5 separate regions of the Mus musculus genome follow, and regions 1, 2, 4 and 5 are each linked to region 3. A link is a contact called in public Hi-C, HiChIP or PLAC-seq and promoter capture Hi-C data. All regions are on one chromosome and are shown on one strand. Each heading gives the region's core, a stretch centred on a gene start, on an enhancer-like site or on the middle of the called end of the contact. The rest is flanking DNA. Distances are from core to core; before and after follow the strand shown.

Region 1 (5,057 bases), core at 1,973-4,472, 1.9 Mb after region 3:
AATAGATAGATAGAGAAGCAGAATGAGCATGTAAAGACAGAAATAAGCGTAATGTCCCTGTTATCCCTAAGGACTGACGCTGTCCGTGCATCTTAGTAACTGTATGGCTTGCTCCTTTACTATGTAGTTGTTACTTTTTACATATAATTAACACTCAAATGTTACATACAGGTTTAAGAATGCTTCATTCAACTCAGCTAGTTAACTCAATTAAATGGCAAATTGTTAAAAAAAAAAAAAAAGCCCATTCTTCAAAATTGCATTATTTTTCTACAAATTCTTTACAACAGGCTTTTAAGCAAATGACCTAGCCACAAAGGCATGTAGCGCCAACCCTGAGCTATTTGCTGTGTTAATATTAGGATTTATGGGAAGTGTTCTTTGGGAATAAAATGATCATTTACATTAAACGTGGAGGAAAATGAAAAATTTTAAAAGTCGTGTGCCAGCACTGAATCGTATCATCGTTTTTATCTTTAATTATAACTAGACGTTTAAAAGTTGAGTTATTCCCCAACACATTACCTTGCATATCAAAAATAAAAAGACATTGTTTGCTTCAGGATAACTTTAGGCCAAAGATGAAATTCCTTTTAAAAAAAAAAAGTTTGTTTGTATACACAGCATAAATTTTATATTTATCCATGTAAAAAAAAAGATATGAAAATACAAAGCCACAGACTAACTTTAGGTAGCCCCACAGCTACTCCATGGAGACATGACCAGGAGTAAAGGTTATTAATGGTTACACAACATACATCCAAAATTCCCACTGAATATAAGGAGAAACGAGGTGACGAGTAAGACATCCTAGAGGAATGTCTACAGGAAGCCGAGACTGCTAGAATCTGTTTTACTTCATAGAAGACTGATTCATCTATACAGACGTAGGCAGTTTTAGGATTACATATCAACAGTTCTCAGTTGCTGACCAAAATACCTTTCTTTCTGGCAGCTGTTACTTAAAGCAAAGATTAAATGCTCGTGGAAACAAGAATGCAGCAGAAAACTACAGGAGCCCACATATCCTTTTTCTTAAAATTTAATTTGTCATATATAAGGTTTTTATATACAATCAGTGTGTACTGTAACAGTTTTTATATTAAAGCCAATCAAGTTTACCTCAAATGTTAACCTGGCTGCATAGCACGTTTGACATTATTGCCCACATGAAAGGGAAAAGCAATGCATTTACAAGAACGTTTGGCCGTTTGGATTTTAAGTGTTCATACACCTACCACCCTTTCAACCCAATGCACTGGGGACTCTCCCAGAGCACCGAGTTTGTCTCACATGTAACCCTCGCCACTGCTTCTGTAAAACTACAAACACAATATTGACTTTAAAAAGGAGGGGCAAAACATGTATCTAATAAAAATACTCAATATAAAAAGGACTAAAAGAAATAAGTGGCCCCTTTCCCCATTTTTACATTCTAAACAATGATTCCATCAAGACAAATCATTAAAAAGTGTTATTACACTGATTTTTTTTTTTAATAAGAAGGCCTGAGTTGGTAGGGAAAGGAACAGTCAAAAGAAGCCTGAGAAGGGCAGGGCAGGGCAGCTCATTTAATCCATTTACAATAATTTACAGCCATCTTCTTCTGTAAAAAGGCATAATAATAATCACAGACAGGAAATTCCCGGCTATATTACAAACTTAAGTACAGGATTTAAATATTCAAGCTTGTGATGGGAGCGGCAAGGTGGTCGCAGTGTACAATGTAAACAAGTAGCTTTGGAAAGTGAACAAAGTCCTTGAGTGATTTTTCTTTATTAAGAAAAGACCTCTCTTTTATTCCTTCCTGAAACATGATCACAGGTCAGAGTAAAGTTCATATACAAACATAATTTAAATGGAGTCAGTCTAAAATCACTGACATAAAAACAGTTTTATACAGCCTACACGGGAGGGCAGTGCTGAGGTCCCTGGCATAGTAAACATTTTCCATTTCTTTAAAAAAAGAAAAAAAAGGTACTGCAGTATCGCAGTACAGTGCAGCATAATCCTTAAATATAAAAATATTTTCTCTTCTGTTGGGATAATAGACCTTGCGTCCTGGAGAGAAGTAACAATACTGCTACTGACAGAAGAGCTGTTTGAATCTTTCAAGTCATGTAAGGCAATTACTGTGTTGGTTTATGATCTATGGCTAAAACAAAGTCCCGGAAGACAAACTCATGAGCTTCTGTCATGTCTTCCGACTACTCCAGGTGTGTTCAGGCGTACTTCTGTGTTCAGCTGAATGTTCAAATGGGGACCTGGAGCCATATGGAGACCTCTGATCTAAAGGTGACCTAGGGCCACTGCTGGCAGCTCGGTGGTCCAACTGCCAATCTGAGAGATACCGATAATCCCTGGAGGATTTATGATGTGTGTGCTCGGAGCTTGAGCGATGGTCTGAGTGCATTCGATGGTCCGAGTGAGATCGGTGGTCAGAGTGACACCTGTCCTTTAAGCCTCCTTCCAAACTTGGCCTGTGCTCTCGACTCCTGTGGTCATCCAGTTTTCTGTGTTTCTCTCGGTCACTATAGTACCTAATGAAAGAGAAATTTAGACTCTTAGTCAAATTAGTAAGTTAAAATTCCCAAATAAAACCATACATACAGAAAAGTATAGCTACTTTAACATGTATTTTAATCATGCAGAAGCTCACAGTTTCCTGAAAGTAGCTGAGAACCACTTCTCTGTGCAACACAGAGCCACCTCACACAGCTGCTGAAATCACTAGGAATCTCTATACAAATTCTGGCTCACAAGTCTGGATAGAGGCACACAAAGCTCCCTGAACGTATTTGTACCTCACTAAGAAATCTCGTGGATCAGTGGAGCTCAGTGTGAGATGCACAGAAATAACCCCAGCTATGCACTTTCCCCTGGAAACTGAAGCCCTTTACAAACCTCTTGGAGGAAAACCTAGAATGCCAGAATGTAGTCTGAAAACTCATAAAAAGAAACTTCTCAGTAGTTGGCGATGTCAAACATTTTTTCATCAACTAGTTATGTAATGAGTCAACACACATGCAATCTGGCAGCTGAACAAGAAGTCTCTACATATTTGCCTTTTCAAATAAAATGCTCCGATTAGACAAAGATTCTTGTCACAAACACTTTCTCGTGAAATTACTGGTATATGTAGTTACAGATATAGCTTTTCTGTTTACACCATCTCTAACAAAAAGCCTTTCTATAATGAGTGCTTATACAGCGATGGCTGTGAGCACCACTGAACCACAGAGCCCCATGGGGCTTCTCCACTCGGTTGAGCAACTCAGAGCAGCACCTGCAGGTCCTCCATTTATTTCTGACTTTTACTTATCAATTGTCTGAGTTTAATTGTAGCAATGGTTTCAAATTAGCAAGGAAACTCTTTAAGCAATAAAGGAATAAAATATATTTTGACTTAATATAGGTTCTCCCTCCTAAGAATTTCAGTATCCAATGCAGAATTCTCTCCATAAAAAGCCTGTACTTCCACCAACAAGCTGCACTATTTAAAATGACAAAACTTTTAAAACTCATTGCATATTCTGATGTCAATTTACTACTTCAAAACCATTTTGGAGAAAAATTTATAAACATTAACATGAAAAGTACTATCTTTTTTTGTTGATATATAAAAAATGCTTGATCTATTCTCATGAAAATGGCATAGGTCTATCCCAAATGTAGGAAATGTACTTAACAAGAGAAGGATGAGAGAAGGTAAATGTTTAAGCCACTCGCTCTCCAGCTCACCTGCTGTCTTGCCTGTAGTGATCCCACTCGCGGTGGTCTTTGCCATTGCTAAATGAGGAGTAGGGTCTCTTCCGAGAGTCACTCTTTTTATAAGAATCTCCCTGATGGCGGTCCTTGTGATGATCATGGTACTGAGATAAGTGTCTGTCAGAAGAATAGCTGTCCCTGCTACTGTCATCATGATTTGTATTCTCTTTTAACCTTTCCATATCTATTAGATAAATAAGTGAAACTTCATTAATACAAATAATAACAGTAACTCCTGCCCAAACAAAATCAATTCTCAAACACAAAAGCATTTAAAGGGTTTTGCAGGTAAGTGTCGGTACCATCCCTCATCAAAGCTTCTTTATAGCAAGTAGAGACCATCACAGAAAACTCCAACTGGACCCTGAAAAGCTCAGCTCCAAGGACAGATCCATGTCACAGCTCCTGTGTCTGTGACTGAGAGAACACTGCAGAGACGGAGGTGGGAAAGCCAAAGGACTAGGAAGTCTGTCTCTCCTAGAAATTACTGCCACACTAAGATCAGAGCAATGGTGTTATCAATGGACATATTAATATGGAAGGGGAAATTTTACAGAGTCCTAGTCCTCAAAAGAGAACTATGGGCAAACTAATGACTTCTTGACTGAGAACTTTTAGCCTCTCTCTCCCAGGGATAAGCCAAACCACATGCAAACAAACAAACAAGACTCAGGTTCTATTTATGTGCGCATGCATACGCACACACCCCTAAAGTACAGACAGGTTAGAGGGAAGAAAATGACCTGATTCTCTTTCTGTTAATAGTCGTTTCTCAGTACTTTGAACAAGAATAACTTTTTAAAAATTGATTTAAGAAACGAAACAGGGGCTAGGGAGCTACATATCTTACAGAATAAATGTGTTTACTGCGCATTCCTGAGTTCCCGAGCTCAGATCCCAGCACCCACATAACAAGCCTGACCAAGCTCCAAGGAAGCAAAGAACAGAGGATTTCTAACACTTGCTAGATAGAATGCAGACTGCAAACCTATGGGCCTCAAGCTCTAAGTACCATGTAGAAAAGCATATGAAGGGCGTTCAAAACCCTCGCTAGCCTGTGTTCTCACACAGGCACATGTGACCACACGCACACCCTTACCTGTGCTCTCACACAGGCACATGTGACCACACGCACACCCACCTGCACACAAAAAATAAATCTACAAAAATGAAGCCAACGCACACCATCGGGGAAAAAGAAATGAAAGGAAAAGAAAAGAAAGAAAAAACTTCTTAAAAGTTTACCTGGATTCCTAATCACATGAGTGGTAGCAACATTGCTATTCTGG
Region 2 (5,346 bases), core at 2,520-5,019, 1.9 Mb after region 3:
GGCATTCAGCAAGTCAATTATTTGAGGACTTTTTTATAATTATAAAAAGAGGTATCAGTGATTTGGGACTAATAGAAAACTTTTCTTTCCATATTTTGGCCTTGATTAACCTCCCACATAAGGAGTTCAGCTGCAGCAACAACATCTGTACTAGACGACCAAACACCTCTGAGTTCCGATAGATGACTATTGGCCCTACTGAGATCAAATATGTTGTCTTAAGAACTTAAAGTGAGGCCTGAGGAACGTTTGTCAGGTGGCTGATCATTTGAACTAAAAACACATAAACGTAGGCTATGTGTGACAGTGCGCAGCCTGAGGAGAATCGATGTCTGTGTGGAAGAGATGAGCAACACAGGCTACTGACTGCACCATTTCACAGTTCTACAGCTCTATGAAGATAATACCATCTCCTCTACCTTGCAAGCCAGAAAGCTAAGACCTTTGCTTGACGGACATGTGGATATAATAGCTGCCCCAGTTCCTGCTCTCCATCCTTTGAGAAGTTAAACTCCTTTTATCTTTGAATTATTTGTAATAACTCAACCTTGTAACCTAATTTCACCTCTTTGCTTTAGCAAAGTGGATTTCTACTGATGGCAGCAGCAGAGCCCGATACTTTAGGTGGCTGTAAGTGGAAATGCAGATACAAATCACAGAGAAAGTAACTGGCCAAATCAAGATGAGGGAAGAGTTATATAGCCTTCCGATTATAAGGTGGGACTTTAGTGTATTGCACAGTAGCTATCTTACCCAAAGTGGCTTAGAGCTCAGACTGTATACTAGCCAAGCACTTTGTAAGCTTTCAAATGTTTGGGTTATTACAGACTACATTTCAAATGTACCTAGGAAAGAGATACATTCTAAAGAAGGTTTCAAGATGGAAGTGGAGTGTATTAATTAGGGTTCTCTAGGGAAACAGAACTGATAGAATGAATCTATATAATCAGAGAAGCTTACAAGCGGTGGTCTGGCTAGTCCAACAGTAGCTGTCTCCTGACAGAAGTCCAAGAATACAATAATTGCTCAGTCCGAGAAGCTGAATGTCTGCACTATTCAGTATATGTCAGAATCCTCAAGTAGGCTCCAAGACCAGTGTAGGATTGAACCTACCAACCAGTGAGGGCCAGCAAGCTGAAAGCAAAAGCTTCCCTCTTCCCTGTCCTTTCTATAAGCTGCCACCAGAAGGTGTGGCCTAGATTTAGGGTGGGTCTTGCCACCTCAAATGATTCGTAGAGAAAAAAAAAAACAACAACTAAGAAAACCCTCCCAAGTGTGCCCAGGTGCGTGGCCTTTAGTTGATTCCTTGATTCTGTATGTAGTCAAATTGAAAACAAGACTAGCCATCACCTAGAGCAAGCTGCCGGACTTACTCCAAATGTGACCAATTTGAGGGGGGGGGGTTACCAGCCCCCTCTCATGCCCATCACCTGTGCTGTGATAATACAAGGACAGACAAGAAATGAGTAAATGGGCATGCAACATTATAACACAAGTTTTTGCCACACTTTTCCTAAATGTTGCCCTTTACAAATGAGCGCTCAAGATAGAAAGACTCCCCAAGGTGCCGAAGCAGTAAGGCTTCCTCAGGCTCCTCCAAAGCAACTCGCACAGCCCCATCCCTGAGTCTGCTTCACACTAATATGCTGATTCCTTCCCTGTCTACTGGTGGCCACCAGGCCTGGAGCGCACCACTGTGTATAAAGATATCACTAAAGGCCAAGATGCCGTGCCCACCAGCTCCCTTATTTGACTTGAGGCTAAAACACCGAACAATGCGGAAGGATAGATGTTTGGCTGTTGCTAAGAAACAAAAGTCCAGATAAACTGACAACTCACAGTGCAACTTGATCCACGGTGCTCTTCTGCATTAGTTAAACACAAAAGGAATCTTCCTAGGAGAACACTGGCAGACAGTGCCCACACTAGAGCGGTTGTGCCCCAAGTCTGTAGACCACAAGCTATCTCTACTCCTCGCGCGCATGCATCCATCCTCCAGTATGGAAAATTCTTCACCAGACAGAAGTTCTTCACCAGACCTTTCCCCAAATGAAGATGGGCAATGTCTGTTCTCAGGAGTGACCCTGGGGTGGGGTGGGGGGGGGACCCACAAAGGGGAGTCCAGATCAAGCTGTCTTGGTTACTTTTCTCTTGCTGCGGTAAGACACCATGACCACTGGGCGTGGTGGCGTACGCCTTTGATCCCAGCACTCGGAGGCAGAGGCAGGCGGATTTCTGAGTTCGAGGCCAGCCTGGTCTACAAAGTGAGTTCCAGGACAGCCAGGGCTATACAGAGAAACCCTGTCTCGGAAACAAAACAAAACAAAACAAACAAACAAACAAAAAGACATCACGACTAAAGCAACTTACAGAAGAGTTTATCGGGACTGACAGTTCCAGAGGGCTCCAGTGGCCATCTTGGCAGGGATCATGGCAACAGGTAGATGGCATGGTGCTGGAGCAGTAGCTGAGAGCTTACATTCTTATCCAGAAGAATACGGCGAAGAGAGTTAACAGGAAATGGTATGGGCTTCTGAAACCTCAAAGCTCACCCCAATGACACATTTCCTCCTATAAGGCCACACCTCCTAGTCCCTCCCAAATAATTCCACTAATTGGGAACCAATCATTTAAATATTTGAGCCTATTAGGGCTAGTGTCATTCAAACCACCACACACAATAACCAGATTTTCTTTTTTTTTTTTTTTAAGATTTATTTATATTATATGTAAGTACACTGTAGCTGTCTTCAGACACTCCAGAAGAGGGAGTCAGATCTCGTTAGGGATGGTTGTGAGCCACCATGTGGTTGCTGGGATTTGAACTCTGGGCCTTCGGAAGAGCAGTCGGGTGCTCTTACCCACTGAGCCATCTCTCCAGCCCATAACCAGATTTTCTAATGACTGGTTAGAACTGATTCAGTGAGCTCATGACTGAAGATTCCAGCGGCCTATTTGCACACGACCCGACTTAAGCTGGCCGCAGTGTTCTAGTTGAGCTGGATTTAAATAACAAGAACAACCACAAGCGATGACCCACTTGACAGACAAACGGAAAGTCTACTGATTGTAAAAGAATTGGTAAGTAAATAAGTAAATAAATACATACTAACAAAACAGCTGCACACACCTTAACCTCGGCACTCCAGAGACAGAGGCAGGCAAATCTTGCATTTTAGGACAGCTTGGTCTTGAGAGTGAATTCCAAGTCAGCCAAGGCTATACAGAGAAATCCTGTCTCGGAAAAAGAAAAAAACAAAACCAACCAACCAACAACAAGAACCTCACACATACTCACACATACACATGGTCTCTTTTTGGTCTCTTCTATGTAGCCAAATCTTGCCTTTTATTATTGATTCTCTTCTCCTACCTCTCAAGTGATGGCATTTCAGGAGTGAACCACTATACCCAGATGAGCAAATTGAATCAAGCAATAGTACAGACAATTCATTTCTTTTTTTTTTTTTTTTGGTTTTTCAAGACAGGGTTTCTCTTTATAGCTCTGGCTGTCCTGGAGCTCACTTTGCAAAGATAAACATATTTAAATGGGAAGTGCCATTGGGTGGCCAGATAAGGTGGCTCTGAACTGGACTGAGAAGGAATAGAGCCTACAGGAAGAAGTAGAGGAAAAGCAGGAAGAGGTACAATTGGAAGGCACAAGGACAGCAGAGAACTTGTTCTAGTGAAGAACTGGAAGTATCAGACAGAACTAGAGAGCAGCAAGAGACATCCTGATTAGGCTGAGTCAGAGCTCATGGATAATCATTAACTTTTGGCTTTGTGGTTCTTTGTTTGTTTTTCCTTTTTGTGTGTGTGTGTGTCTGTCTGTGTGTGTGTCTGTCTGTGTTTTCTGTTTCGTTTTTTGAGAGACTATTCTGTAGCTCTGGCTATGCTATGCAGACCCCATTGGCCTTGAACTCACAGATCTAGCCTCCTCTGCCTCCCAAGTGCTGGGATTAATGGTGTCTGTCAGTCTGTCAGTCAGTATGTCTGTCTGTCTGTCTGCCTTTCTGTCTATCTGTATTCATTCATCTGGAAATCAGGCCTTGAGGTTCTAGCACTCGGGAAGCTAAGGCTGCAGATGGCTTGGAATGACGTGCCTACAGGATCCTTTCTCGCTGTATTGTTAATATTCTCTAGATCTTAAGTTTTTGAGTAGCGGGGATGTTTACAGAGATCCCATATAATAGTTAAAATGTAAAATTATTTAAAAACGTTAAATAAATTTGATTTTATGCTTTCCTTATATTTGTTATTGTAAGTCACCTTTTTGTCTAACTGGTTAATATCATTTAAGAAGAGCAACATAATTAAAAATGGTGCAAAATTATTTCATTGGTTAGTAACAAAATTTCCAAAGAAAATAAGAGCTAAGCTTACATGATCTCCAAAAGTTATTGATTGTATGTGTGATTGTGTGTGTGTGTATGTGTGTGCGCGCGTGCGTGTCTGTATGCATATACAGACAGTGTGGTGTATGCCCTTAATCCAAGTACTCGGGAGGCAGAGGCAGGCAGAAATCTAAATTTGAGGCCAGCCTGGTCTACAGAGTGAGTTTCAGGACAGCCAGGACTACACAGAGAAACCCTGTCCCCACCCCTCCCCACCCCACCCAAAACATAAAAAGAAAAAGGAAAAGAAAGTAAAAACTATTGTTACAAGATAGTGTAGCCCAGGAGCAAGATCATTTATAAACAAGCATGAAGGTAGTATTATGCCTGCTTGTTATATTTTCACTTCTTGTTCTGTCCCTGTTCCCATCCCACTGTCAGCCTAGGAACTAGGGGTATTTAAAGACTGAGCAGCTGGTCCTGTGTCACTGCACGGCTCCTCAGAGCACTCTCACCTCCTCTTGCACGGCTCCTCAGAGCACTCTCACCTCCTCTGAGCGGGGTCTTACAGACTCTCTTTCTGCCACACTCTGGTTTGTTTTCCTCTGCTGTCTTTGATCCTGTGCTTGGAATGTTCTCCTCAGATCTTTGCATGGAGGCCTTTTGGTCTTCCTTCAGGTCTCAGGCCAAGGGACATCCATTTCTTTCTCCATTACTTTTCCTAGCTATCCCATTAATTTTCTTTATAGCAATGATGATGAGTCACAGTTACCATGATTTTTTTTTTTGGGGGGGGGGTTGTTGTCGTTGTTGTTTTGGTTTGGTTTTGGTTTTGGTTTTCGAGACAGGGTTTCTCTGTATAGCCCTGGCTGTCCTGGAACTCACTTTGTAGACCAGACTCAGAAATCGGCCTGCCTCTGCCTCCCAAGTGCTGGGATTAAAGGTGTGCGCCACCACTGCAGTTACTGTGTTTCAACTCCTCCTGTTTGTTATGGACTCCCTTATGCGTGAG
Region 3 (4,978 bases), core at 805-3,304:
CACGACCTAATAGGGAAGAGTTTCTTAGCTAAGCAATACCAATGTGAAACAGGCTCATTTGAACAAAATCCATGAATACAAGAGTTCTTGTGGTTCATTTTCTACTTTTGGTTCGGAATTGCTCCGATATGGGGACTAGCCTAAGGACTCAGCCTATCTTTCACACAGTGAAAAGGCAGTAGCAGCGTTGAGATATGATGTCATGAACATTTGTACTGAGCACAAACAGACCAACTGGAGACATTCATTATAAAGACATTCAGTGGAAAGGTTTCAATGTGGGCAGTAAATTAGAAATATAAACATTATACTGTACTTATTTAATATATTGTGTAACGATTAAAAATGAGGACATAGCCCTAAAAAAATGAATGAAAAAAAAAACCTGCCCCACTGATCTTGTATTCTTGATAAACAATAAGCCTTTTGACAGCTAAGAGTGCTCTGAACATAATGGCAGGAGGAATCTTTATAGAACCCACTGTGTTTGTTGCTATTTTAGGTGTGTGGTCAGAGGATTCTCTGTAGGGGTGACATTTGAGTTAAGAAAATGACAGGAAGAAGTAAGCAAACAAAACACAAAGCTGTGGAACAATTTTGCAAGGAGGGTTTTGTTTTGTTTAAAAAAAAATAAGTAAAGGTACGGTTAACGATGCTGAATAAATCGCGCCAACTTCTAGGAGCCTTATGAAAGCTTCGGGGCCATTAAAGGGCGAGAATGTTAATGAGGTCCCAGAGTTAGGTAAGGAGTTTAGTGGTTACTCCAAGTACAGTTGGTTTTCACAGGGCGTTGTAAAACAGGAGTGGAACGTAGTGGATGTAATACAATCGACCTCTTAAAAACACTGCACTTCGGGTTTACTTCTTTGAACGTAGAATTTCCTTATCGATCGAACATCATCCCTTTCTCCTCTTTCGCCCAGGATATTTGTACAGGTTTAGATTTTGTTTGCACGGGTTGACAGCCTGGGAGGAGGAGTGTGTGACAGTTGGCTCGCGCAGTGAGGCCAAGGCCTAGCCAAGTCGCCGCAGGGGACGAAGCAGTGAGTGGGGAGGAAAGAGGAGCTGTGGCTGCGGTTGGGAGGGATGGGGGAGCCTCTTCGCGGGGTGTTGACTTCCGGCAGTTGGAGAAACAGGAGCTAGCAGGAGCTAACGCGGTCTCTACGTGTCTCGTAGGCTGCCGGGGACCGCCCCGATTTGGCACCGGAAACAATGGGGCCCGAGGCAAAGGCGCGAGTACTAGGGGAAGGGGGAACTTGGCTCCCTCCGGTCTAGCCCCGCGGAATCAGGCCGTGTACCCTGAAGGCTGGGAGCAGCCAACTGCTGGTGTCGAGTAAGGACAGGACTAGGCAGGCGGGCCTCTCTGCACACAACCTCTGCGCGCACGGTCCGTTCTCCTACACCCCGCTCCGGGTTTTGAGATCTGCTCGCAGTTCTAAGCCCAGCCCTAAGCAAAGGGCACCGATCGACTCCCGGGCCCCTCCCTTCCTCTGGCCTCCGGCTTTGCTGCAGCAGCAGCTGCTGCAGGGCGTTCTGCTAAAGGAGGGAAGTCGGGCCGACCACCGCCGCAGGGCTTGCTCCGGCGGTTAAGAAGAGCGCCGCCCCGGGCTAGCCCAGCGTAGAGGCCGACCCACCCTGGGCCTTGTCTTGCTTTCAGAACGCGAAGGGCGACAACCCCTCTGGCGACAGCATCACCGGCCGCATTTCCGGGCTCAGTACTGGGGTGGCCGCACCCGAAACACGGCCGGATGCAGTAGTAGGTGTACCAGTTGTCTGAACCGGGGTACTACAGCTCTGCGGCACAGACAGCGCGGCGGCTAGAAGTGAGCTCCGGGGGTGGGGCTCTAAGCCCCGCCCCAGCACTGCGCTCCTCCCCGCCGCCCCTGGGCGGAGTGGGCCTAGGGTTGAGCGATGCTTAGCGTCCACGCCTCAGTGGGTCTTTTGCAGCAGTTGCGAAAACCCGGAACGAAGGTGTTGTTGCCGTGCGGCGGAGCGGCGCCGCCCCTCGCCGCACCTCCCCGGCAGCCCTCGGAGGCCTTTGCTGGGCATGCTCAGTCGTCAGGACCGCTTCGGCTCTCGGAGTAGGAAGCTTGGGGCGCTGGGCTGGTAAGGACCCGCGGCGGGGCGAAGATGGAGTCCTTTACCAATGGTGAGTGGCTAGCCCGAGTCGCGGATTCCCGGGCTCTCAGGGTCCAGAGGGTCAGATGTGGCAAGGGGGTCAGGCTGCAGGCATCCCTGCCAAGGGTTTCCCAGGCGGGCCGGGGGGCGGCAGAGGGGCCAGGGTCGGCTGGGGCAGGCGTGAAGGTCAGCCCTCTCCCGGGGGCCAGCCCCGAACCTCCAGGTGAGGTAGTCGGCAAAGTTTGGGATGCTTGCGCGGTGGAGGGGGCGGCGGCAAAGTTGGCAACGGCGTTGGTCCTGGGGGAAGCGGCCGCGGCCAGGAGAAGCTGCGGCCCCGGCGAAAGCCTACTCGTGCGGGGAGCCTGGAGCTGTCCGCCCGTCCTTCACCGAGCTGTCCGCATGCCTTTCCGTAACAGGGCGGGGTGGGGCCGCGGCTGGCAGCGTGATTTAGTGCACTGCAGGGAAGGAAACTTACCGGGGGCTGGCTAGTACTGCTCGGTGTGGCGAAGATGCCGCCCCGCATTGCCACCCGTCTGCCTACCGCTGCTCCGCAGGTCGACCAAACTTCTTTTTACCAGCTAGTGATGTTTGATCTTCTAGTTAGAGATCCATTGAATATCAATGGCCCTTGTTGGGCTTATATCATAAGGTGGCATGGGTGTGTGTGTGTGAAAGTCAAAGCAGTCTGTGTCCAGAAAATAGCCACGGCCCTTTACTTCATGGCTTTTGTCTGGGCTTGTAGTGCTTGAGTCTCAATATAGAGGTGAGATGATGTCTCACCATTTTATGGTGTTTAAATATATGGATTCCACTTTAGGATGGAAAGTAGGAAAACTGCTAATAAAGGGTAGGGCTTAATGAGATTAGAGGATCCACTTTCTACTTGGCATGTGTTTCCAGTGTGGTTGGTTACTTCAGGTAGGTAGAAAGTCAGATTAATGGGAGAGAAGCATATTATTGTTGGGAGGGGGGTCGCATGCCACTTAAGGAACTGGGAAGGGGGAGGGGACACCCACTCTATCCACTCTAATGCCTAGGCTGGACTTTGTTGTGTTCTTTAACATTGTTTACCACATCGCTGGAGCTGTGACCTACTCATTATGTTCTCCTTTTCCCTAATTCGGGATGCTTTATTCTCCTGCCATCTTTCTGTCTGCAGTGTTTAATTAGGCTTAGTAATGACAGCTTTAACTCCAAATTTCTTTCTCATATGTGTTCTATTTGTAATTACCAAGTTTCTAAGAATAGTCTGGTAAACTTACTCAGAGAATTAAGGAAGATTTGAACTGAAAGGCACCATAGAGACCATCTAGGATTTGAGTGTAAAATGTGCTTAAAAGAGGTATAAAATTTTCCAAGACGTTTTCTTCCTTCTAGGCAGAATTATTGGAGCCTCCTTGTTTTAAATATGTAGGTAAGATTTTTAATTATGAAATCTTACCCAATTGAAAACAAGAATGAGTCATTTATTTAGTCAGGTTTTTCCCTGGTTGATTTGTTGAACTTCCCCCCTACATAATTAAAGTACATTTTCACACCATAAAGTTAAAATCTTTTCTCCTCCCATAGAATATCCTCCTTTAGATATATTTACAAACTGTCTCATTTGGGAAGACCATGGAGAAATCCTAGAGAAAAGAGGCAAAAGGTCAACTTTTCTAGTTCTTTTCTGTCTACCAGTTTTTCACAGTTGGTGTTGAAGGCTGATTGGCAATGTGTCATTTCAGTTAATGCTGTCCTCCTTTAAGAAGGAAAGCAGGAACTACATATAACTCTGATACTGCTAATTTAAGGTGCTTTGAAGACTTTAAGGCGGAATAGGTATTTAAAACTTTTAGAAGTTTGCTGTAGAATTTTCTCGTGTTCGAATACTATATAGTGTAAATTGTACTTATTTTTGTCATCTTACAATCTATGATTGAAGGATTTATCAAGCTTGTTTGTTTGTTTGTTTGTTTTTCAGGACAGGGTTTCTCTGTATAGCCCTGGCTGTCCTGGAACTCGCCTTTGTAGACCAGGCTGGCCTCAAACTCAGAAATCCACCTGCCTCCGCCTCCCGAGTGCTGGGAGTGCTGGGATTAGAGGCGTGCGCCAGCACGGGCCGGCCTGGATTTATTAAGCTTAATATTGGCTTTTGTAATTGATCCTCCTTTAGTAAATCTTTCTCATTTACATGCTCTTGAATGTCCCTGCATAAAGAGGTGTGTGTGTGTATAGATGTATAATAAAGTTTCAGTAGCTCTGAGCCCTTGGCTTTCTTAAAATACTGTCAGCAGTTCATTAACTGACTCACAAGTTCATAAAGTCGAGGAATTTAGTCTTGTCATTCCAACCTTCAGAACTCAGTGATTTCAGTAGCATTTTCTATGCTTTCACTATTTGCTGTGCAATGAGTTGCTATGGTGGCTCATTTTCTTGAGCCCTGTTCTCTGCCTGAAATAATAGGTTCATGTATTAATAAATATCTTGTGTTCATCAGTTCAGCTAATAACTGTTATAACCCATTTAAAATTAATGTTTCTAGAAAAGGCCTATAAAGATGGACTTTAGTGCCAGAAATTCCTATTTGGCTCAGGAAATAGTTTTTGCCTTGACCTTGAGAGGGACTGTTACCACACTGAAAGCTGGACATTTCGTCTGGCTCTAGCTCTCTGGTGACATTTTATGGGCAAAGGAATGTGTTGACTCGTACGTAAGATTGGTTTGACAGTAGCTGCCTTGTCCTATTAAGGCAGGTAGAGATGAAACTTTTAGGAGTAGTGGTGACCTATTTATTTATTAGCACCATAGAAAGTTCATGGAAACTATCTAGGTTTTCTAAGAAATACTACATTAAGACAGCTATTTATTTGATGTCCAT
Region 4 (5,416 bases), core at 56-2,555, 1.9 Mb after region 3:
CTAACTAAGACAGGCATACACATTTGGTTTTCTTTTGTTTTGGTTTGTGAGACACAAGGTTTTTCTATGCCGTCCTGGCTGTTCTCTCTCTGTACATTAGGCTTGCCTGGAACTCACAGAGATTTGCCTACCTCTGCCTCCTGGGGTGCTGGAATTAAATAAAGGTGTGTGCCATCACAGGCCATTGGACATACTTATTTGTAGGACTGTAATCTCCCTCAAAGATGTGCAAGGCCTACCAACTATGAGATCCTCGGCTAGAAACAGGGAAGACAAAAATGTGTAAGTCAAAAAAGCCCTACTAGAGGCTACCTATAACAGTTCAAATTTAGAAACTGTGGGAAATTAATAAACATGTTGGGAATTCTTACTACAGTAGGTAGAAAATAAGCCCATTTCTTGCAGTGAAAACAACATACTTGTTTTCAAGATTATTTCTGTCAATGTAGTGATGCAAGACTGCAATCACTTAAGAGACAGAAGCAGGGGCTGGTGAGATGGCTCAGTGGGTAAGAGCACCCGACTGTTCTTCCAAAGGTCCGGAGTTCAAATCCCAGCAACCACATGGTGGCTCACAACCATCCGTAACGAGATCTGACGCCCTCTTCTGGTGTGTCTAAAGACAGCTACAGTGTACTTACATATAATAAATAAATAAATCTTAAAAAAAAAAAAAAAAAAAAAAGAGACAGAAGCAGAAGGTATTTTCTACCTTCTGTAATTTTCCAAACTGCCACCAGATGGCACAATTTGCTGATAGACTACTTTAAAAAGCTACTCCTTGGGGGTGGGGGGGGGGATACCTAAGAGAGTTATAAAATAGAGTAATAAAATTTCCAGAAAGAATTTTAATTCTGCAAAATAAATGTTTAAATTGACAAATACATATATATTTTTAAAATGTGGTGTAATTTTGTTTCATAGTAATAAAGTAAAACTTTTCCTCTAGTGAGATTTATGGTTGCAACATTGTTTCTACCAACACTGCTTTTTCTCTCCATTCCCTAACGTTCCCACCTTTATTTCCTCCCGCAAACACACAGCTGAGTCTCTCAGCTATCATGAAGTGTCTTTAAAAACAGGGGAGATGTCCCATTTCACCTGAACTACTTTACTTGTACAAACTGGAGCAACACTAGTGGAGATTTTTTTTTCCCTGACAATTTTATTTCTCTATTAACTCGCAGGTAAGAAAACCCATTAATTCAATAAACTTTACTGAGAACCACTCATAGATCAGGCCTGGGGAGACTGAAACAACAAAGTCTTTACAGTCAAAAGACCTCCTACCTTGAGGTAGCTCTGTAAGCTGATAAGCAGCTTCCTGTGCTATGTTTATAACAGCTGATCTAGACATGACTAGGTTTGGTGAATCAATCAAGACCATTTAGTAGAAAGCACTGTTAAATTTATCCTTCCCATAAAAAAAAAAAAATTAAGGAGATGGAAAGTCTTAGATTGTTACTTTGCAGGCATTCTTATTTTCACTAAAGCACCTAGCATAAAATTTGCTTGCCAAACATACACAAGCCCTGAGTTAAAATAAAACTGGGTAAAGCGTGCCTACAAACACTAAGTGGGTGGAGACGGCAGAAAGGTCAGAACATCAGTGGCACTCTTGGTTACAATTTGAGACCTAACACACTGTGTCTAAAATTTAAAAGTTAATGGTTGATGGGACCAAGGGCAGCTTCCTTCCATCCATCCATCCATCATCCATCCATCATCCATCCATCCATCCATCATCCATCCATCCATCATCCATCCATCATCCATCCATCCATCATCCATCCATCCATCCATCATCCATCCATCCATCATCCATCCATCCATCATCCATCCATCCATCATCCATCCATCATCCATCCATCATCCATCCATCATCCATCCATCCATCCATCATCCATCCATCCATCATCCATCCATCCATCTATCCATCATCCATCCATCCATCCATCATCCATCCATCATCCATCCATCCATCCATCATCCATCCATCATCCATCCATCATCCATCCATCCATCTATCCATCATCCATCCATCCATCCATCCATCCATCCATCATCCATCCATCCATCATCCATCCATCATCCATCCGTCCATCCGTCCGTCCATCCGTCCGTCTCTGTTCCAGTAAAGGAACATGTTTATTATTAGAAAGCGGAACTCTGGTATTTACGTGCACAGTAGTTTATTGGGTTGTTCTTTCATAGGATAAAGACTGTGTCAGGACTGAGAGGAAGAGAATGTTCTAGAAGAAATTAATTCTGATGTCCAACTACACAGCAGGGTGACTTCAGACCACGGTAATCATAGTACACCTTTTCGTTTTAAAGCTAGGGAGAAAGGTGTTTTCAATGATTCAATATAAGTGATAACTATTTCATGGTATAAATGTTTACTCTAACTTGAACATTATACAAATAAAATGATTGCAGCCAACCTGCTTTCTGATAAAGCATAGCATATCTTGCCTCAAGCTAAAATACAAGTGTGAGGTAAGCCTGTGACTATACATGTGCCATTTTGTATGGTGAGCAGAATGAACTACAATGCATGTATTTTTAGAGAAAAATACATTAATTTATGCTAGTACTTCTAATTCACAATTACAGGGTTTTTATTTTTAGCTCCTTCAGTTTTATGTTTACATCATTTTGGTTGAGTTTCTTGGTTCCAAATGACACTAATAATCTGCTTGTTTTATCTTAGGGGCTAATATATATGCATGGACATATACACATCCAATTAATCAAGTTCAGATTAATAACATTACTGCTGATGGTAACTGAAATAATTCCTTTGCTCTCTGGCTTCAAAATTGCTCATCCCTATAATTAAACTACTGCCTTAAAGCCTACTAATTTCTGTGTAACAAGAAGTTGATATAATCAGAATCATTTATTTTTAAAGATTACTTTCTGTTTTGACGTCTTTTTTTTTTTTTTTTTTTTTTTTTTTTTTTTTTTTTTTTGAGACAGAATCTCTCTGTACAGCCCTGGCTGTCCTGGAACTCACTTTGTAGACCAGGCTGGCCTCGAACTCAGAAATCCACCTGCCTCTGCCTCCCGAGCGCTGGGATTAAAGGCGTGCGCCACCATATTATTATTAACTTAGGTTCAATAGTTTAGAGTTTAAAGATGCACCATTTGATCAGTTAAAATTAAAATGTAATTTTAAATTTTAATAACTGCCTTGCACACTGATCATGATTCCTAAATATTACTGCACACTTAAATGACAACTCTCCTGAGAAATGGAAGACAAGTGCTGTGCCACAGAAAGTAAAACCAAAGCCTAACAAGCCTGATGTGGGAAGGAAAAAAAAGAAAAAACAAATTTCAAGAAGAGGAAGAGCACAGAGAGATAAAATGATGTAAGAACTGGTATAAAGATCTAATTTTTAATATCAAAATACAGCACTGAAAGAATATTGGCCAGCAAATGAAATAGGAACTCAAGTGCCTGATGATGACAGACTCAGGTACAGTGAGAGGGTCAGACAAAGAGTGGTAGTTTTAGAAAAGTCATATTAAAGTCACACAGAAAATACTAGTACAGACCAGAACTATCAGTAGGTGCTAAGTATAAAAGAATTTCATGAGTAAAATATTTACATAGTTTTAGGCTCTCTTTTTTTTGGGGGGGGGCGGTGTTAGTGGGTGTCTATCTATCTGTTTATGAAAGAGTTCCTGGCTGTCCTGGAACTCAATTTGTAGACCAGGCTTATCTGGAACTCACAGAGATCCACCTGCTTCTTCCTCTGAGTGTTGGGATTAAAGGCGTGCACTGCCGCCACAAACACAGCAGCTTCAGACTCCTTAAGATTCACTATGTAGCCCTGGCTGGCCTGGAACTTGCTGTGTAATCCAGGCTAGCCATGACAAAAGAAATCCACTTGTCTCTCTCTGTTTCCCAAATGCTGGGAATAAAGTATGTACCACCATATTTGGCAATATTTATATAACTTTCAAACATCTTTCACATGGGCTGGAGTGGTGGCTCAGAGATTAAGAGCACACACAGATTTTCCAGAGGACCTGAGTTCAGATCCCATACCATCTCTAACTCCAGCTCCCAGGGATCCAATGCCCTATTCTGGCCTTTGGGGGGCATCTGAAACTCACATGTGATAAAAGATAATATCAATCAAAAAGTGACCAGTCTCAAAAACAAGTAACACTTCTTTTTTCTCATATATGTAATCTATTAAGGAAAATAGTACATGAGGATAAAAAGTGAAAAAGGAGTTACTGAAAGAGAACAGGAGTGAGTAGCTAAGGAGGTCAAGACAGACGGACAGAGGGGGAATGAAGACCAAAGCACGCGGTCAGTCAGCATGGGGAGACATGGCAAAAGCAGTGCTTCTCAACCTGTGGCTCACAACCCTTTCCCGGGGGCTAGTGGCCTAAGACCATTAGAAAACAGGCATTTTCATTACAACTCATAACAGTAACAAATTAAAGTTATAAATAACTGCGAACCTAAGGGGCTGCACTAGGGACTGCAGCACTGAGGCTGGGAATCTCTGGTCTAAATGAACCCTTCCTTTTACAATAAATACACACTACAGTATCTCTTTAAGGCAATAGCACTAACAGGAGAGAAGATATGAGCTTCCAGATGCTCTTAAGATGGATCATTTGATCTTAATTATAAGTACACATCAAAAAAACACAAGCTGAAATATATACTATACAAAATGGCTGGTGTGTAGTCCCCAAAGACAATTTAATAAAAGACAGAACTATTCCAGGTTAAAAGAGACACAAGAGAAACAGCAGCCAATTGAGTATGTGCTCTTAGTCTGGATAGTAATGAAAGACTGAGGGGACTGGCCGGCCAAAAGGAAATGAGAAGTGGGATTCCCTGAACATGCTGGCTCAAAGAGAATACTTTGTTCTTAGAAAGGGTAGACAAAGTTAAATGTGTAGAGGCACAATTCTTGCAACCTATTTTCAAATTCTCCATAAAGACAGACAGACTGACTGACCAGCTTACTGGTAGCTTACTCAGCTAGAAGTCCATGTTTGGGACTTTAAGGTTTTCCTTCAAAGGTGAAGGCATTCTGAAAATTAAAACAGAGGTTTGTCCAAAAAAGAAAAATACTATATAAGTCAGCTGTAGCACTCCTAGACTCTACTCCACGTGGATGCTGCCCTAGATCCACAAGAACAGGGTGACAGTGGCTGAGATCTTAATCAACTCATAAGGGCTATGCAAGTGTGGTACACACACACAGAACTGACATCTGCAGGACAAGGATCAAATGGTAATTATAGTGTGAAGGAACAGACTGGAAAAGACAAATACCACACATTTTAAATTTTCGAGTGTGCAAATGTGGGTGGGTAGGCATGGATAGAGAGGAGAAAGTGTCTTAAGGAAGTGGGGAAGGAGAAAGGGGGAACAGAA
Region 5 (4,749 bases), core at 987-3,486, 2.0 Mb after region 3:
ACTCAATTTTACTATTTCCAGACACTCAGTTATGAAGGAGGGGAAGGGGCCCGATTCCCACCAAATCATCTTGGAGTAAAGTTGCAGGTGAACACGTGATAGGTCCGGAACAGCTAGTTGGCAGGCAGCGGCAGTGGGAGTGGCAGGATGATAGGGCGTCAAGCTCTGCCCTGATGCTCTCTAACACTGAAACCTGAGCAAACAGGTTTCAGGCTGGGGAGGGGAAGGTACAGATGACAACCTGAAGGAGCTGGTGCATGCTTTCCACCAGGTGGGTCCCAAGGATCAAGTGCCAGTTCTTGGTTTGGGCAGCTAGCACCTTGACCATCTGAGCTGTTTTGCCAGCTGGAAGTGATGGAAAGAACTTTGATTGTGCATTGGATGTGGTAGTGCATGCCTACAATGCCAGAACTTGGAAGCATGAGGTAAGAGTAACCCGAATTTGAGGCTCTCTAGTCTACCTCAAAGGGAAGTCTTGTCTACAAACAAATAAGCAAACGAACAAACAAAACAACAACAACAATAAAGACCACACTATAGCTAAACCAAAGTAAATAAAAATACTCCAAACCACAGAAACACTGTATTTTATCTATAGACTGGTTAAGGCCAAATTATGTGGTGAAGTAGGTGTCATATTGCCAGCCAGACTGTGTGTGGGATGCATGTTGAGAGCACCTGTTAGGACCAGGTGTGTATAAATGCACGCATTCTCTGACTCCATAATTGTGGTTCTATAAATTTATCTTAGCAGATGCTTGTACATTAACATAATACAAAAAGACTATATACCACCTTTCAAATAAAAAGTCCTGTGAACAGTTGGAAAGTCTAATAAAGGGGAAGGAGCTGCTTAACGTCTTAGTTTGTATTAATGCACAGGGATGCTAAGTAGTGCTACAATGAATGAAGGGCTGAGCTCACCAAGACTTATCAAGATCCTCATATTCATTAGGAGTGGAAAGTTTCTCCTTCTTTCGTGTCTTTTTGCAGGAAAAAAAATGTATCTGGAAGACACAGGCAGTATAAGCAGATTTTCACTTGCCACAGTGAAGCAAACATGTGTGGACAGTATATTCTAGAGAGATTGAAGCAGGCCCCTGAAAGGGGATTAGCAGCAAAAAATACAAATAAATAAATAAATAAATAAATAAATAAATAATCCAATTCCTTACTTAGAGATTTAAGTTTGTCTTTCATCAAACACAGGTATAAGAAATCCCTCTAATAAACCTGTGTATGAAGGTTTATTACCTGTAGTTGGAAATGAAGGGAGTAAGATTATTTTGACAACTGAGTTCTACCCTCCAGACACATACAGGAGAGAATTGACTCCCACAGCTTGCCTTCTCATCTACACACACACACACTCACACACACACACACACACACACACACACACGCACACACACACACATACACTGTGCACTTGCACATATAAAAGATAAAAACAATTAAATATAATTTTTGAAAAATCTGCCTTTAAGATAGTACCTGGTCTAGAATTTGCAGCATAACTTCACTCTTTTTCACTAATCTGATTTATTCTCAAAAAGTTCAATGACAGCCAATTCTCAAAGCCTAACTTAAAATGTCATATGACTATTCATTTTAATTTTAATAGAACTTAAAATACTGAGGTCAAGGGACTGAAGCTCAAATGAGTGTTGCCTACAGGAGAATCTGTCCATTGCAGAGAGGGAGCCAGTTGAGTAAGCCTTGGCCAAGAGCCTGGGACAGGAAGTGCTATCAGAGTCCCCAGGGTTGTGGTACTGTGGGACTGTTCAGGTTAAATACTGTTCATTAAAGTTTTGCTTCCCAGGAGAGAAAAACAATAGTGACTAAAACTGGCATGTTAGCAAAGCTACCTCCAGAGACTTCCTGAAGCTCTCTGAGGATGGTGCCCGAGTATTTCAAGAGGTTTCTCTTACTGTCTCTTTTACCTCATTATCCGCATAAGACACTTAAGGTGAGGAGGGTGGTTTTCAGACAGGCGTAGTTCCCGGTTCGGTTCGTTGAAGAGGAGGTCCTCTGGTAATTTAGCAGGAGAGTTTAAATTTCATCTGTTGCGATGGATCCTGCCATCCTGCATTCCTAGAGAGACTTTTGAAAAATAACTGTTACAAACCTGTAAGCAGATGATTTGGTTGCAGAGTAAAACGGAGGAAGGTGGAGGGAGTTGGAGGAGCAGAGGCAGGAGAGACGGAACTGATTAGTGCCTGGTGGGGATAGTGTTGATTCAGGGTGACCGTGACTACTCTCACAGCCAGAAGCCCTGTCCCCCCCCACCCCACCCCCGCTCCCCGCCCCCCCACCCCACCCCCCACCCCCGCGCACTAAAATGAGCTAGCAGAAGCAGTTAGGGAGCTACAGAGTATCAAAGAAGGGGAATAAGAAAAAAGTAAAGGAACTGTGTAAAGAATTGTATCTGGCCTGAGGGGGAAGGATCAAGGTCCCTTGCAGCGCGAGTTTCTCTTCTTTGTGAAAAAAAAATTTTTTTTTTTCCCAGATGAAACGGGAACCAATGGGGCCGTTGGGAGAGGTTACATGGAACATTTTGGGGGAGGGGGTATAGAGGAACATTCCTTAAGTAAAACATTTAAAGGAACGAAAATGTATGAGGATAATGCAGGGTAGAGAAGGGGGCTAAACCACCGTGTGTGTGCTCTTGTGTGAGTATATGGGTAGAAACCGATGGTCACTGTCTACAATCTTCACGTTTCTCTTGCTCTCCACCTTGGCGTTGGTTTTTGGTTGTTTTTAGGGTGTTTGTTTGTTTGTTTTTACCTTTTTGGTTTGTGTTTTGTTACTTGAGACAGGGTCTCATTATGTACCTGCTTGGCTGGCCTGGAATTTGCTATGTAGATAAAGCTGGCGGGCAAACTCAGAGGTCTGCCTGTCTCTGCTTCTGGAATACTGGGATTAAAGGTAGGCACCACCATGCTGAGGCTCCTCTTCACTCTTTTTAAGGGAAAGGGAGAGGGGGAGGGTGAAGGAGAGCGAAAGAGACTCTACATTGCCCTGACCACTCTGAACCTCTTGAGTACTGGGATCAAAGGCATCACCATCACACTCAATCTACCTTAGTTTTCAAGTGGTTCTCATTAAACACTGAGCTAACAGATTTCAGCTAACCCGCCTGACCGGTGAATTTTGTGGATCTTTCTGTCTCCACAGCCTAATACTAGGCTTATAGATGCATGTTGCTATGGATTTTTATGTGGGCGCCAGTGATCCAAATTCAAGTCCTCGTGTTTGTACAGCAATGATCTTACACATTGATTAGACATCCCCAATACTGCACTGAGGGTCTCAGAAATGCTGAATTTACTTGGGACAAGAAGTCGGGAGCTGAAAACAACCTAAAATGCTTTGAAGTTAACCCCCCACATTCCTGTCTCTCTGGATACATCGGGATCTGCTTGGATGATCTGACACCCATTTATTAAGCCATCTTCAATGTCAGACCGTTATTTCTAACCACAATGGAGAAGCATATGTTATTTTAAACCCTCAGCCCCACTTTGTACATAAGACCTCATTCTCTCATCAGTTCTGTAAGATCTTGGTCAGAAAATAGACGCTTGCCTACTACCAGTGACTTCAAACCCTCTTGTAATTCCATTTGATCCAGATCTTACTTTTTTAAACTTCTCATTTTGAAGCCAAACATGTTACTGAACACCTTTAATCTCAGTACTTAGGAAGCAGAGACAAGAGGATTTCTCTGAGTTCCAGGGCCAACCAGGACTACCTAGAGAGACCTTGTCTCAAAAAACAAACAGGACTACACTGTCCAGGAAATCAGGTAGGCAGCCTTCATTCCCCCTCCTCCCCTCCTCTTATCCATGGCTTTATAGCAGAACATCTTCTGCAGCCTCCCTTTCCTGTCTTCTGCAGCCTTCTCCTTCCAGTCTGCACCCATTCCCAGCATCTATGCAGATGCCTGTGGCACCTCCAGATTTCCTACCACCTATGGACTTTCTCAGAACCCCACCCCACCCCTTCTAGCCCATCCCCATTCCTTGGAGTCAGCTCCCAATACCTAGAAACATATTCTACTAGGATCCCCCAGCGGATCCTCTTAGGAGAATCTCAGAAGCATTTCTTGCCAGGCAACCCACAGCTGTCACACTCTCCTAAGAACCAGAGAGGGCAACTGAATCCAAGCAATGCAACACCAACACCAGATACCAGTACCAAGAATTACATTCATCTCAGACTCAGATGTTTAGACTCCAGAGTGAAAAGATAATCAATAACAGCCAAGATGCTATGTCTTCATTTAATCCCAGCAACCCTATTCAATCCTCAGCAGGCCCTGAGAAAAGCAACGTAGCTGAAACACCAAACAAGGACTTCAAAGTAGCCTTTGTAAATATGTCCAAAGACCTTAAAGGTGATATGAATAAATTCAATAATGAAATATTTAAAACACAGTGAAATGAAATGTAAAAAAAAAAAAATGTTCAAGAAATGAAAGTGAAATGGAATAAAGAAAACCCAAACTAAGGGAAAATAGGAATTGAAAAACTTAGGAACTTAAACAGAAACTCCAGAGGCAAGATTCACCAATAAAGTACAAGACATGAAAGACAGACTCTCAGGCATTGAAGATAAGATAAAAGAACTGTATACCTCACTTAAAGAAAAAAAAATGTGTGTGTGTGTGTGTGTGTGTGTGTATTAGGCACAAAACATTCAGAAAGTCTGGACACTATGAAAAGATTAAATCTATGATTGGTAGGA

The links. Promoter capture Hi-C pulls out the DNA fragments that hold promoters and counts their contacts. A called contact is a pair of places that touch in the nucleus more often than the background predicts. HiChIP or PLAC-seq counts read pairs in DNA pulled down with a chosen protein or histone mark.
Region 1: a contact with region 3 is called in a Hi-C map of B cells, with 3 times the contacts expected there. The contact joins the enhancer-like site here to the promoter of Lnpep in region 3. A contact is called at or near these places in 11 of 39 promoter capture datasets (the C10 cell line, the HPC-7 cell line, cranial neural crest and 6 more), 2 of 484 Hi-C or Micro-C datasets (B cells and pre-B cells) and 4 of 115 datasets of contacts at active chromatin or transcription factors (acute myeloid leukemia, embryonic forebrain, pro-B cells and 1 more).
Region 2: a promoter capture Hi-C map of liver shows a contact between it and region 3, with 3 times the contacts expected there. The contact joins the enhancer-like site here to the promoter of Lnpep in region 3. A contact is called at or near these places in 6 of 39 promoter capture datasets (cranial neural crest, hippocampal neurons, liver and 2 more) and 1 of 115 datasets of contacts at active chromatin or transcription factors (extraembryonic endoderm stem cells).
Region 4: an H3K27ac HiChIP or PLAC-seq map of thymic regulatory T cells shows a contact between it and region 3, with 10 times the contacts expected there. The contact joins the enhancer-like site here to the promoter of Lnpep in region 3. A contact is called at or near these places in 6 of 39 promoter capture datasets (cranial neural crest, frontonasal cranial neural crest, hippocampal neurons and 2 more) and 4 of 115 datasets of contacts at active chromatin or transcription factors (astrocytes, forebrain, large pre-B cells and 1 more).
Region 5: a contact with region 3 is called in a promoter capture Hi-C map of liver, with 4 times the contacts expected there. The contact joins the promoter of 4933401D09Rik here to the promoter of Lnpep in region 3. A contact is called at or near these places in 3 of 39 promoter capture datasets (cranial neural crest and liver) and 1 of 115 datasets of contacts at active chromatin or transcription factors (large pre-B cells).

The regions. Positions count from the first base shown.
Region 1 is chr17:15,767,461-15,772,517 of GRCm38.p6, reverse strand. Chd1 (chromodomain helicase DNA binding protein 1) reads right to left here. Exons shown (of 36, transcript NM_007690.3): 34 at 5,014-5,057; 35 at 3,742-3,952; 36 at 1-2,540. The coding sequence ends at 2,195. Among named protein-coding and RNA genes, the nearest start is that of Rgmb, 61 kb to the left of the region's middle. Within about 2 kb of position 3,222, at least 34 of the 459 cell types and tissues checked have an H3K27ac peak or open chromatin away from gene starts, as enhancers often do. A contact at or near this core is called in B cells and pro-B cells, where this site is marked.
Region 2 is chr17:15,688,929-15,694,274 of GRCm38.p6, reverse strand. No RefSeq gene overlaps it. Among named protein-coding and RNA genes, the nearest start is that of Chd1, 13 kb to the left of the region's middle. Within about 2 kb of position 3,769, at least 19 of the 459 cell types and tissues checked have an H3K27ac peak or open chromatin away from gene starts, as enhancers often do. A contact at or near this core is called in extraembryonic endoderm stem cells and liver, where this site is marked.
Region 3 is chr17:17,621,565-17,626,542 of GRCm38.p6, reverse strand. It overlaps Lnpep (leucyl/cystinyl aminopeptidase), which reads left to right and starts at 2,054. Exons shown (of 18, transcript NM_172827.3): 1 at 2,054-2,149. The coding sequence starts at 2,131.
Region 4 is chr17:15,719,385-15,724,800 of GRCm38.p6, reverse strand. The region is part of intron 2 of Chd1 (chromodomain helicase DNA binding protein 1); the gene reads right to left. Among named protein-coding and RNA genes, the nearest start is that of 5830433I10Rik, 17 kb to the right of the region's middle. Within about 2 kb of position 1,305, at least 6 of the 459 cell types and tissues checked have an H3K27ac peak or open chromatin away from gene starts, as enhancers often do. A contact at or near this core is called in thymic regulatory T cells, where this site is marked.
Region 5 is chr17:15,629,275-15,634,023 of GRCm38.p6, reverse strand. It overlaps 4933401D09Rik (RIKEN cDNA 4933401D09 gene), which reads right to left and starts at 2,236. Exons shown (of 4, transcript NR_045431.1): 1 at 2,129-2,236; 2 at 925-1,007.